Linked DNA regions of Anser cygnoides: regions 1 and 3 are each linked to region 2. The links are chromatin contacts, called in public Hi-C maps. All regions are on one chromosome and are shown on one strand. The core of a region is the stretch at or near the end of the contact, and the rest is flanking DNA. Distances in the headings are between cores, read along the strand shown. Region 1 overlaps CPQ (carboxypeptidase Q). Region 2 has its middle 36 kb from the start of MTDH. Region 3 overlaps CPQ (carboxypeptidase Q).

Region 1 (4,477 bases), core at 1,251-3,750, 160 kb after region 2:
TAAGTGTGGTGAAATGATGCTATAGGACGAAAGCAAGAGCAGAAAACCTCTACCATGTCCTAGGAGTCTTTGAAGAACAGGCACCAGCAAAGAGCACTTGCGGGATGTAGCAGAAGTGTCCATCCTATGACAATTCAACATTGAGGAAAAACTGAAGGAGACCCTGGAGCACACACCCATGTCCTGCCCAGAACTGGCCATATATGAGGGGATATTTCCAGCTCCCCAGTCAGCTGATGTCAATAGGGTCTCAGAGTTTTGGGGCGTAGAAGATGGTGAAAAACACTTACTCCTCCTGCTACCTTCTGTTCCCCGAAGAATTAAGGGATGACAATCTCCTGGCTTTTCATCCTAGCTTTCATTTATCACAGGACAACTACTATAGCACAGATAATGAGAACAATTTTTCCTGTTACCAGCCCCGGAGGGTGAGAGCGTATGCTGCTAAGTGCGCAGCTAACATTGCAAGGAACTAACTAACTACTTTCCTCCTCGCATGAGAGATATCTTAGTAAGTTTTCACTGGTTATTAAAAATAATGCACAAACAGATCATGGACTGCAGCAAGACAAAAATGTGCTCATCAAATCATGGCATTTTTTCATCCAACTAAATGCAATCTCAGGTAAAACAGCTAAAACTCCTCTTTGTATTTAATAAGGGCCTTGATAAATTACAGTCATATCTACTGTATTGCCACGGCTCCAATCAGAATGCACCACAACCCTTTATATTTAGAAAATGCATCATGAAATGTTTATAAATGTGTGTATGATAAAAAACAGAACTGTGATGCTTTAGAAGCTGGAAAACATTGTGATCAAAATCTGAGAGTGACTTACTCTTTCCTTCTCAGATGCTTCAACTCTCTTTTGTGCTTATCCAGCCTTGCCTAAACATGTTTTTGCTTTGCAGCCCACCACGATTTTCTTGGTAGTAGACAGACAGGTTGCAGCCTTTATTCCAAAACCTCTGCTCCTGCAAACATGCTTGAATTTCAACTGCAGGATCCTCTGCAAAAGCTTCAGATTTACTCAGGAGGTATTCCTCCAGTGTAGTGCCATGATCCTCCCCAGACCGCAAGTGAAAGCCTGCAAACAGCAGGACTTTCAGGCACACTTCACTGCAGAAGTTTTTACTCTGTAGCCAGCCACTGCCACAATAGCAACATAGCTTCAAACCAGATAATCTAAAAAAAGCCATGCCAGCTTTTAAGGTAGAAACCTTTCTGAAATGAAAGCAAAACAGCTATGCTTACTATGTTACTCATTGGTCTTTTTGTTTTCTTATACAGGAGGACTGAGAGCACACACACACACACACACACTAGCACTGGTATGAACCATGCTTCGAGAGCTTGTGACACCTGCAGCCCCACTGCAACACATGCATGGAGGACAGATCTCAAAGAACGCTGCATTCTGCAGCCAACTGCTGCAGACTCTGTTGTCCTCTGAAAAGAAAGAAAGAGAGAGAAAAGAGAAGAGAAGAGAAGAGAAGAGAAGAGAAGAGAAGAGAAGAGAAGAGAAGAGAAGAGAAGAGAAGAGAAGAGAAGAGAAGAGAAGAGAAGAGAAGAGAAGAGAAGAGAAGAGAAGAGAAGAGAAGAGAAGAGAAGAGAAGAGAAGAAAAGAAAAGAAGAGAAAAGAAAAGAAAAGAAAAGAAAAGAAAAGAAAAGAAAAGAAAAGAAAAGAAAAGAAAAGAAAAGAAAAGAAAAGAAAAGAAAAGAGAAAAGAAAAGAAAAGAAAAGAAAAGAGAAAAGAAAAGAAAAGAAAAGAAAAGAAAAGAAAAGAAAAGAAAAGAAAAGAAAAGAAAAGAAAAGAAAAGAAAAGAAAAGAAAAAAGAAAAGAAAAGAAAAGAAAAGAAAAGAAAAGAAAAGAAAAGAAAAGAAAAGAAAAGAAAAGAAAAGAAAAGAAAAGAAAAGAAAAGAAAAGAAAAGAAAAGAAAAGAAAGAAAAGAAAAGAAAAGAAAAAGGAGAAGAGAAGGTTTTGAGTGAAAGGATAATTGCAGTATAAAAGATGTCTATTCCACAACTTAAACATTGCCATGTGGTTTGTTTACTTAGAGCAAAAATTGGTTTTAGAAAGATAACTATTCACTCTCCTGGGAAATGCAACTTGAAGCTGAAGTGAACTATTTACATCAAGTTTATAAACTCATTGAGAACCAAGTTTACAATAGAAACAATGCCTTGACTTTAGCAGTGAAAGAAGACGGCACTAATGCTGTTCCCTGGCAACAACCTCAACATGAGTGTCTGATAGGGAACTACTCCTTATTTCTGTGAACAACACATATTGCAACAGCAGGAAATTTTGAATCAGAAGAAGGTGGTGTAATCCTGTTTGGGATTACAGACTCCAATCACAAAGCATCTTTACCAGCTCCAGAACATTACACCAAAACAGATCAAGGTTCAAGTAGATTGAGAAAGTTAGATAATTTTACGGGTGAACTTTTACTTAAAGTGACTTAAATGGACGCCAAGAGCAATTACATAAATACAACCAATGTACTTCTGTGTGAAAGCTTTTGCTGAACTGTTGTTTTTTTAACGATCATGTTTCTGCAGCACCTACTAAAATGAAAGTTTCAGTGATCTGGCTGATAGCTAGCCATAGACATTCTTAAAATAAGACACTATCACAAAACAACAAAAACACTAACACTGTGTTTATCTTGGTCTTTAGGGAGATAAAATATATTTGGGACAATGAATGGAAATATTCATGAAATTCATGCTAAACCACCATATTATTTAAGACAATATTATAATTGTATGTACATGTGGGATAGCAAGAAGGGCAGTTTCAGTGAACAAGGAAATATGATTGTTATATTTTTAACATTGCTTTCAAATCTGTTACGTGGCTCTCACCTCCAAATCTGCACACAGGCTAATGACTTACATTTGCACAAAACACCCATATAAAATGTCAGCACATGCCAACAGAATGTAATCACTGCAAAGCAATTTAAGGAAGTATATGTAAGTATAAGTATTTGTTCTAAATATACAGAGAAACCACAAGCATTTGTATAAGACAGCAAAAATACAGCAAAACACATTTGACAAATGGACCAAAAACACATTAAGATAAGATAGCTTACGTGCCACATGACAACTTCAGATTTGGCATTCCTGCAGTGACACAGCTAGAAAAATAAGACCATAGACACAGTCCTGATACGATGCAATAGGAGAAGTGAAACTTCAGGTAACATTTCAAATAGAAGATGAATTATTCTATTTTCATCTGCACTAACATTATGATGATGATTGGTTGCTTTTAAGTCATGCCCAGCATTTCAATCAAGCATATTAAAATGTTTTAAAATTTAAATTATTTTTTATATATTTATAAAACTATGTATTTTTGTATTTTATGTTTTAAAAATAAGATCAGAAAGAGGAACCACCCCTTCACACACTTCTGCACATGTCACAGGGTTATCCTTTTAAGCATGATGGTTTTTGCCACTAAAATTAATCTTCCATTCCATATGTATTCACACATGCTTATTCAATTTGTCACATAATGACTCCATAAAATGTAGATGAACTAAGTTCTGCTTGGTTAGAGGGTGTTTTAGGAAAAGTCCATTTCACTTCTAGTTAAGTCTCCGTACACTCACTTGCTCCTCTACAGGTACGAAGCAAAGGCTTCTTTCTATGCAACATTAGAGATGATAAATGATAAATGTTAGGAAACATTTTCAGTCATGGAATCCAATCTAGAATAATATTTGCATCAAGTTGTAAAAGCCAGCATTCAATGTTATTTCATGCCACTCAGGTAGATAGATGGTAATGGAAGAGTAATGAAGCCATCATTCATCTTTGCCCTTCATGGGTGAAGAAGACTTCATGGAGAGAGGTTAATGTCCTAGGACCTTTAATAAAGTAGGACCTTTATCAAACATCTTTAGCCAAGACACATTCAAACTCCAACTGCCTGTATGCCTGAAGTTCAAACTAAAACAGTGAAGCAGTCTAGACTGTAACTTAAGTTCTTTTCAACTGCTTGTCTACTTTTTCAGCCAACTATGGCCACCATTTAGTTGTTTGCTCAGGCAGTCTATGGTGTTCCAACCCAGTTGATGAATTACCTGGAAACTCATGAGAAGCATTTTTATTAATTTTTTTTGTGGTTCTTTCTTCTTCAGTTTGCTTCTAAATAGGACCATCATTAGCTCTGTGTAGCACAATAAGGTCTTACACTATTTGACTGGATATTTTATCGGCAGGAATCACCTCCTTTCAGTGCATGGGGTATTTGTACAATACATAACCTACACATATGAACACCACATATAGTTGATCCATATTTGGACTAAAATTAATGGAAGGCAGAAATCAGTTAACAATTAGTATTCTAAATTCAATCCAATCCAAAAATTGCCTATAAATTCTCTCCTTCCCCAGACATTTGTTACTCTTCACACATACAAACATTCTCTCACTTCACTATTTTCTGTT
Region 2 (4,498 bases), core at 1,347-3,846:
ATCACCACAGCATCCCAAAGCAAATAACTCAGGAATCTGAACTCATTGTCTTGATTCTCATGGTGGACAGCTTTCTGCTTTTGAGTAAATCTTACAAGATTTCTTCCATAGTCATTTCTCTTTCACTGGTATTGTCAGAATTAGTTATTTAATAGAAATGCAATGTTCAGAATGTGTTATTATTTCAGTCTTTGTGATAATTCAAAGCTTGTCCATGCTGACATTTTTCAGTGGGGTTTTATTAGTGGTGGTGGTTTTGTGGCACAGAAGCCTGTTTACTACAGCTTGGATTGGGACCAACAAAAAGAGTGAATACTTGAGAAAAAATGCAGTTGGAGAAAGTCTCTCACTCTTTGAAACAAAGCATTAGAGTAACAACCATTTTTCTTTTTGGTTGTAGTTTATATCCATCTCTGGTCCAGTCCTTCCAGAACAGCTCACCTGCTTGCCTGTTTTCTGGCAGACAGAAGTCCAGCTCCTCACACCACCTTTAGCCATGCTTGGAGTTGTAAGGAGCAGCTGCAATCCTTCTGTGAGGTCCTCACAACTAGGTTGTCCTCTCTTCCTATTGCTACCATGTCTAGAGAGAGCCCTGACAACCAAAGACTGTCACTGAGGGGCCTTCCAGATGACCTGCTGTGAACATCATGCTGGTTTGTGGACTGCATCCCTGACATGGGGCTGGAATGCCTCCAGGGACCTGCATCTTAAGGGTGAACTTCTTCAGTGTGTAAGGAGCCTCTGTGAAGCTTATACACTGACTAACTGCCATGGCGAAGTCTTCTTAATGTCCACATCTTTGCATAATAAATAACTACCGAATGCGAATGAAGCCAATTAACTCTATAGCTACAACGCAGGGGACTTTCTAATGTTGACTCAAGCTATGCTGGAGGTGGAGTGAATATTCTGTGGTAGACCTACAAGCTAGGAGATAGAAAACAATTGACTTGCAGTATTTTCTAAATGTTCTGATGCCTCCTAAATGAGCTCCATTAACACCAAGACACTGAGATCACTTAGTTGTGGTTGTAGAGATGTTGCAAATGATCCTTCCTATGGCTGCTTTAATTAAAACACCTGCTTTCTAGTTTGTCATGTCAATATTGCACCTGTTTATTCTGTGCAAGTACAAAGTAATGGTTACGAAAGAAAACTTTTTCTTTCTTTGAACCATTCCAAGTCAGCAAGATTAAATTGCAAAAAGGTATCTGGAGGTTCTGAGTCTGCATATCTGTTCATTAATATGTGCATGCCTAGAATATACAAATTCTCTTGTAAGTTATGCCTCTTTGTAGTTAGAGAGGAAAAGATATCCTACTGCTAAGCAGTTCTTTGATACCATCAGATTCTATCAAATCTATCACTGATTTTAAAAGCAAACAAACCCCGGGAGGCGGGGGGTGAGGGGAAGTTTGTTGCTTCTTTCAGTTCAGACTCTTCAAACATCAGCTTCACTATTTAGTCTACAATAATGCTGTTCGACCACAGAAAATAATGTTTAGTTGCCTTCTAGCCAGAGAGAATTTCTTTCATGGCATGCCTTGGATTATGTATCTATGATATAAAGAAATTATTTTTCTTGGCACAAATTTCTTTCATTTTTCCTCAGTATTCCTTTCCAGAAGCACATCTAAGAGACGTCTTATGACTGCCTTGCATACTCTGCAGTCAATGATACCAGAGGGACTACCAATTTTGTTCGTTTCAGATGACTTGCAGGTTTTGTGTTACCCTGGGATTATAGATAGCCTTGAGCCATGGAGTATCCATCAACATCTCTGCCTTGTATAATGAACACTAGCTTCTGTCTTCCCACAGCTCAGCACCTGGCAGTACAGCCTTGTAGAAAACACTCAATTCCACCTCTTTCCTCAGCATATTTCTCGGTACAAGTTAGTGAGGCTGTTTATATACACTTCTTTGCATCCACTGCCTCCAGGGAGATGGGGTATTTTTTTTTTCTATCTTCTTGCTTTCATCACTAGACAAGCGCAATAGTAAAGCAAATATAAGCTGTATTAGGTAGACCTGAGATCGGATTTTAGTTGTAAGCTTGGATACAAAGGTCACATGCAGAAAACAACACAATTTAAATATATCAAATACTATTTACTCGTTATCTTTCACCTAGAATCCTGAGATTTTGATCTGTTTTCACATGTAAGCATTCAGTGTTCAGAGCAATATTTGCTTACCTTTTGAGCTACCCTTGATCTGAAATGTAAACCTTACCTGGGATCCTGTCCATCAGGATGGGGCCATGCCTTCCTAGGAAGCCCTGCCACCTTCTGAATCTTGTTTTCTTTGCTGTCCTCATTCTTGATACTACCAGGAGTCAGGTTTTGGGATTCAGGTATAAATGATGGTTTTATGTGTAGAAACCTGTGGTGATCTCCCTCTTTTCTTGCTTATCCTAGTGGTATTTGAATGTTTTAATGAGATACTGCTGGCTTGTCCTTAAGGCAGACACAAAAACTACTTTGCTTGTTCTGCCCAGAAGATCACAGCCCTTCAGCAGTAGGAGTACACTCACATTAAATATATAAATTATTGGTTATATACACATTCTATAAAACTTCTGGCATGTTACAAGTGTGGACAGCATATGCAAGAAATTATTAATGTAGATATCAAGCTTGGTAATTAGTTACTCTGTATGTATATGTGCATGACTCCAAGACTGTGTACACTTGTTATTGAATTTGTACAACTTGGGTTTCTTTAACTTCAGTCTAGGGAAACTTTGAGTAATAGTCGTTTACTTTATTCTCATCTCCACATTGACCATATCAGATGACAATAATTCAGAAATGGTTATGTGAAGTAGCTGGTGTGTATCAGTTACTAACAGAGTGTGGGCTGGTATTCAGTGTGCAAGTACACCAGGTTTGGATGGGAGAGTCACTAGACGACAGATTTTGAATGAGTCATAAGAGCATGGATTTATTTTCCTGAGCTTAGTTGTGCATCCTTTGTCTTTGACTTGCAGTGTGAGTTGGAGATCTCTGTAACAGTTGTCACAGCTCCTTATCCCGTGAAGAACCGAAGAGCAGGCACAGGTCCCAAACAACCACAATGCCAATCGCCTTGATATACCTACTGGAGGGGCTGAGAAAAATGTCAGCCACAACTAACCATTACATCTCATTCAGGAAAGAAAGGAAAGATGATTATACCTACATACTTACGAAAAACTGGACATATAATCATTATAGTCTTGACTGTATAGACACAAACTGTCTGTCAGAGGGGATAATTTCACCTCTGCTGCAGTATGTAACTTATCATCCCATAGGTACTACAGATATTCCTCTTCCCATCTATCCTTTCTGGACAGTTTGTTTGCTTGTTTGTTTATTTATTATTTTTTATTTTTGTCCCACTGTTCTAAAGCTATTTGAATATAATTAGTTATACCTATTTTCTATAATATGACCTTAAGTTCATTCCAATTTGTTACTATGGCAGTGACCGGAAGTCAAGAAGAACTTTTCTACAATTCTAGAGAAAAAAATGAACAAATAAACAAAACAAAACAAAAAACAAAAAACAAACAAACAAAAAAAAACCCCTGTATTTATTTCAGCAGTGCAACATTCTGCTTTTCATCTGCTAGTTCTTCTGCTACATCTTTAAACTCTTTAATTGCTCCTTGAATTTCAGGCTCTGTGGACTGTGATTCAGAAACACTGTTCTTGATGTCAGCTTCTGGGAAGCTGACAAGTGTGTCTTTTCCCATTTTATTGTGTATTGGCTGCTCACTCAGAGTCAGTGTCAGTCTTGGAAATGAAAGATTCTTCATGGCTCTTGGGTGAAGAGATTTTAATATTGGAAGAACCTCTTGAGAAGTACTTGTTTCTTTAATATATAGATTTTTCTAGGCTGCTTGTTTATTCTCTATGGTTTTCTCCTTTATTTTTTCAAGTAAGGGCTGATGAAGACAGTCTTCAAAGAAAATAATGTGTTCTCTGTTGTACTCAATTTCTCTCCACATCCTCAGAACAGTAACGTTTTATTCCCAATTGAACTGAATTGGATACAAGCAGTTTAGACAAAGGAAGGTTTTTTGTTTTATGTGTTTAAGTGGAAGAAGACAAACAGCAACTTTCACAGGCTGTTTAAAGAGCTTTCTTCTTTCCTGGCACTTCTTTCTTTCTACTTTTCCCTCATGTATTTTTCCTCAAGAGATGTATATTTTTTTACTTAACTCTGCTATCCCTTCACTCTATTTTTGTTTCCATTGGGATAAAAGGAAAGGTTACAGAATGGATAAATAATTTGCTAAAACATAGGAGATGGAAGGGAGCAATAAACGTCCAGCTCTTAAGATAAAGGGAAGTCATCAATAGAAAGGTCTGTACTTGAATCTCTGCTGTTTAACTTTTTCACAAGTAATTTGGACAGGTGGTGAGCAGCAAGGTTACAAAGCTTGCTGGTAATGCACAGTTATTTAGGACAGTACAGATGAGCACAGCCAGGCGAGCTGCAGAAAGGC
Region 3 (4,310 bases), core at 20-2,519, 140 kb after region 2:
ATCTGTAAGGATAAGGGAGGGAACAGCTATCTAAAAGCCTTTGGTAATTTGGGGCTATTTAAAACAGAGTGTTATAACTTGTCCCCATTGCTGGTTTTATTTTTAATTCCACTGAGAAAAATCATCACTTTACAGAAAAAATCCTGAAGTCTTCAATGGCAGAGCACTGTCCTTGACTAATGGTTAATTTGTTCCAGTAATAAGAGACATCAGTTAATCTGACAGTGCATTTTCAGCTTTCTGTTATTGATTTACACCTTAGGAAACACCAACACATGTATTCCAGTATTTGACTCACAGCAGTTTGAAGCCAAATATAGCAAGGCAACGACCATGATGTAAAACTTATGGTGCAACGACAGCCGTCCCGCTTGCATTACTTAGAAGTGTGTTTAAATCGACACCCAAGTTTGTTAGGCTGACAACTTGGACAATGAGAAAGTCAAGAGAAAACACTGTAAACACCTAAGTGGATGTGACAGCTGGAAAAGAAGAAAAAAAAAAAAACAACAGATAATATTCGTAAGGATTTAATAACATAAACATGGTGTAGTGCATTTTTGAGTTGCTGTTTAGGATCAAGATTGTTTAATGAAGCCAACAGCATAAATAAAAATACAGGAAAAAGCAGACCAGCTGTTAGGGAGCAGAGATGCGCCAGCATCCACACGTAATAAACACAGCTATGAGCACAATCATACAGCTCAGACCCTTTTTGAATGAGGACAGGGAAAATCGGGAACACTGAGAGTTAGAAATCTTTGTAAATCACCATGTCTTTCTATGGGAGAAAGCTGCTGTAAGGATGAAGATTAGCACCACTTTTGATAGATGATAAGGTACGAACATGACCCATGCTTTTCCTGCCCCACTTTGTGGGAAAGCTGTCCAGAAAAACAGTCCGAGGATTTTATGGGTTGTTCTCTAGTTTTAGAGTTACAGGGCAGTGACCTCTGAGAAGCCAACAACAAAAGCCCCAGTAACTTCAACAGGCTTGGAGCAGCATTTGGTCATGTACTTATTAGCATTTCACTCACTACAAACATGCTACTAGCACGTCTTGCCCTGTACAATACCGCTGCTGTTTCCTCTGCAACCACTTGCCAGCAGTCACAGAGATCACCATTCAGGACTGTGAGTTCCCAGGGATGATATACAAGAAAAAGTAGGCAGCTCTGAAGACAGCAGCACGCCACGCAAGGTACGCACCAGATTACCTGTAGCCTTGTCTTCAGACTTTTTTTTTCTTTGACAAAGAGGCATGTCAAAGAGAAGCGCTCTTCCTGGAAAACATACCATAACTTAAAGCCTTTTACTGTTCAAATACAGGGGTGTCACACACTCCCTGTGACTCTGAATGACTGATCCCTTTTTGAAAAGTTTCAGGTTTTCATTTAAAACAGGCAACACTGCCAGTATCTTGTAATTAAGGGTTGTGGTTTAAATCAAAGATGATTTTTCCTGATGTATGCATTTTCAGCAAGCAAATGACTACTTGTGTAACTTTCAAGAACAGATTGATTAAAATACATCAGCAACACCTTAGAAGTTAGCACAGCATGCAGATCTTTAATGTTTCTTGTTTTTACACAGAATGCTTTTAGGTTCTGATCTAGATAAGAGGTGAAATGTTAAAAAGAAGAGAGGTCACTGAGGAGAAAGTTCATCATGGTGAGCCAACAGGAGGTGACGGTTTTCTGTGTCCTGCACAGCTGCGGGGAGTTTGGATAGAAGGATCCCAGCTTTCCTACAGCACAACGTCCCAAAGTACTGACGACCTGTGGTTGGTCTGGAATATGAAGACAGAGGAACAGCTATCCTCAAAAGAGGTCTCTCTTTAAGAACTCCAGTCAGCCTTGAACAATGACAGAACTGGCAGAAGGGGTTCCTCCAAGGACTGAATGTTCACTTGGAGGAGGAGAAAGGACACCTACATTGCCAGTTTGGCCTTGGAGGCCATTCCCATACATACTGGGGCTAGCTTCACAGATGAAGCTTACAGATAATAAAGACTTAGTAGGCATGTATGTGTGTGTGTATGTATGTGTATATATGATTCTCTCTCTCTACACTGTTTAAAATTAGTTGTTATATACATTTAATTACTGAATTATTGCTCTCATAAGGCCTAAACAATCCTTTGATGAGCAACATCATTTTTAAGGCAAAGCAAGTGACAGTTGTGGAGGCACTGTACTAAGTAAATATTAAAACAAGTCTACGGACTTCATCTGTTGGCTTGCTGTTCATTTTGTGTACCTGATGTAATACAAGGAGCCTAATGTTTCCTTCTGGACAGTACAGGCAGACACCCCACCAATTCTGAAGTTTCAGACGGCAGCTCTGCTACTTCTATGAGGGAAAGAAAAGGGAGAAAACATACAAAGACAGAAGTTTGCTGAACACTGGACATGTACAAAATTTGCTCAGGTGGAACCAAGATCAGGCAGCCAAGAGACACGCTGCCATGACTGATTCTGTGTCCTCCCTGCTTCAGGCAAGGTAAGGAATCAACAATTCTTTGTGTTTTAGCAAAATCTGATTTTCTCTGCAGTTTTCAGTAGCAGCATGACACTTCTATATTAAGAATTATGAAATCCTGCTGACCTAGAACTGGTATAAAATATAATTGTATAATTATATTAGCTTTCCTGTGGTGAATACAATCAAGGATGCTACTGGCTGTTAACTGAAGTTCTGAAGAATACAGTGCAATTATTTTCTCTTGGTGTTTTGTAACTGAACCCTTCTCTTTTTATTCGTTTCTTCCATTTCTCAACTTGGTGATTCACGGCAGAATGTTAAAATAGCGCTATCAGCCCGATCTCCTACATAGAGATCTCCACATTAGGGTATTTGCCTAAATCAAAATGGAGGACAACAAAATGACAGGGAAGTCAAAGAATTCTCAAAATAAGTACTCAAAAAGCAAGGAGGTTTTGTGACCAAGGGCTTGAGGCTTCAGAGACTCTTTTTTCATTTCTATCTTTCTGCGTCCTGTGCAGTTGTGTTTTTCCCTTTGCTGAAATAAACCTGTATCCATAACTAAAACAAATTGTTTTCTGTTCATTTTCTTGTTTCTCTTCTTTAAACCTTTCTTGCTTTTTAGGCATTGTATTGCACAAATCTAAACTAATAGAACATAGAAAAAAATAACATGGTTATTGTTAATTTGCTAAACACATCCCACATTCATCATGAAAGAAGGCATCCAGAAAGACCAGCAGTGAAACTGGACAAGAAATAATTTCCAAATCCTGAAAAGCTTCAATTATTCTTTTGCATCCTGTTTCAATTCAAATCAAAAAGAAAACCATCAGACTTGCCCACAAAGATCAGGTGGCATTAATGAAGTTTATTATGTGTGGTAGCGTCCACAGGAGGCCTCATGTCCAACAACTCATGGTACTATCTCCAGCACAAACACAACATAAAAAGCTAGTCGTAGACCCAAGAGCCTCCCATGTCTTTTGAAGGTAAGACAAGAGATGGAAATAGAGGAGAGAGAGTAAGGGCACATCAGGACAGCAGTGGTCAAAACAAAAAGCACCAGTTTTAACTTCTGATTACAGAGAATATTTCCCGAGAACAGTTAACAGCCAAATGGTCAACACATTTCACTGGGATAAAAGAATCCATATGCAAGTCCTGGATGTGTTTGGTTCAAATCACTCACAAACACATCTCACATTTCACCAGAGTATTTAGTATCTTGGGAAATAATCAGAATGTTGAAATCCATGAGTTTTCTGAAAACTCCGGTTTTGAGGAGCCAATCTGTTCTGGGGAAGAATTGTTTTACCTGAAAGCGACAATAATTTTTTTGGATATTTGCTTCTTGGAGAAAGTAAGTCGTTAGTAAATTACAGGATAAACCTCGTGTGAGCATCAACAAAGAATATTTATATTAGCAAATTGCAGAAAGTCCTGTTTTTATGCCGACCCAGCTTGGGCAAAATAGCAGACCTTCCAGGTAATAAACACAAAAAGGAAACCATAGAAAACACTGATGATGAATATCTTCCATAAGGTCAAACCTTTCCTAAAGTTAAATGTTAATGTTAAAGCAGTATATGGTATGTGCATGAGGAATTTAGTAAGTACTGTAAACATCATTAAGGCAGCAATAAAAACATGCAGACATATTGTAAGAACGCTTTCTCTAATACAGTTTTAAATAAATTTATAACACATTAATGCCTCCAATGATGGTAACAGAGTTACTAAAGCAAATTTGAATTTGGCTTAGTATCTCTTTATCTGCTAATTACAACACGTATTTGCTTTCCTGGGAGATTGTATTCAATACT

Evidence for each region. A called contact is a pair of places that touch in the nucleus more often than the background predicts.
Region 1: a contact with region 2 is called in a Hi-C map of liver, with 20 times the contacts expected there. The contact joins two enhancer-like sites. A contact is called at or near these places in 2 of 7 Hi-C or Micro-C datasets (both in liver).
Region 3: a contact with region 2 is called in a Hi-C map of liver, with 17 times the contacts expected there. The contact joins two enhancer-like sites. A contact is called at or near these places in 2 of 7 Hi-C or Micro-C datasets (both in liver).

The regions. Positions count from the first base shown.
Region 1 is chr2:140,008,769-140,013,245 of Taihu_goose_T2T_genome, reverse strand. All of the region lies in intron 4 of CPQ (carboxypeptidase Q), which reads right to left. Among named protein-coding and RNA genes, the nearest start is that of CPQ, 92 kb to the right of the region's middle. Within about 2 kb of position 2,500, at least 1 of the 3 cell types and tissues checked has open chromatin away from gene starts, as enhancers often do. A contact at or near this core is called in liver, where this site is marked.
Region 2 is chr2:140,172,604-140,177,101 of Taihu_goose_T2T_genome, reverse strand. No RefSeq gene overlaps it. Among named protein-coding and RNA genes, the nearest start is that of MTDH, 36 kb to the left of the region's middle. Within about 2 kb of position 2,596, at least 1 of the 3 cell types and tissues checked has open chromatin away from gene starts, as enhancers often do. A contact at or near this core is called in liver, where this site is marked.
Region 3 is chr2:140,034,905-140,039,214 of Taihu_goose_T2T_genome, reverse strand. The region is part of intron 6 of CPQ (carboxypeptidase Q); the gene reads right to left. Among named protein-coding and RNA genes, the nearest start is that of CPQ, 120 kb to the right of the region's middle. Within about 2 kb of position 1,269, at least 1 of the 3 cell types and tissues checked has open chromatin away from gene starts, as enhancers often do. A contact at or near this core is called in liver, where this site is marked.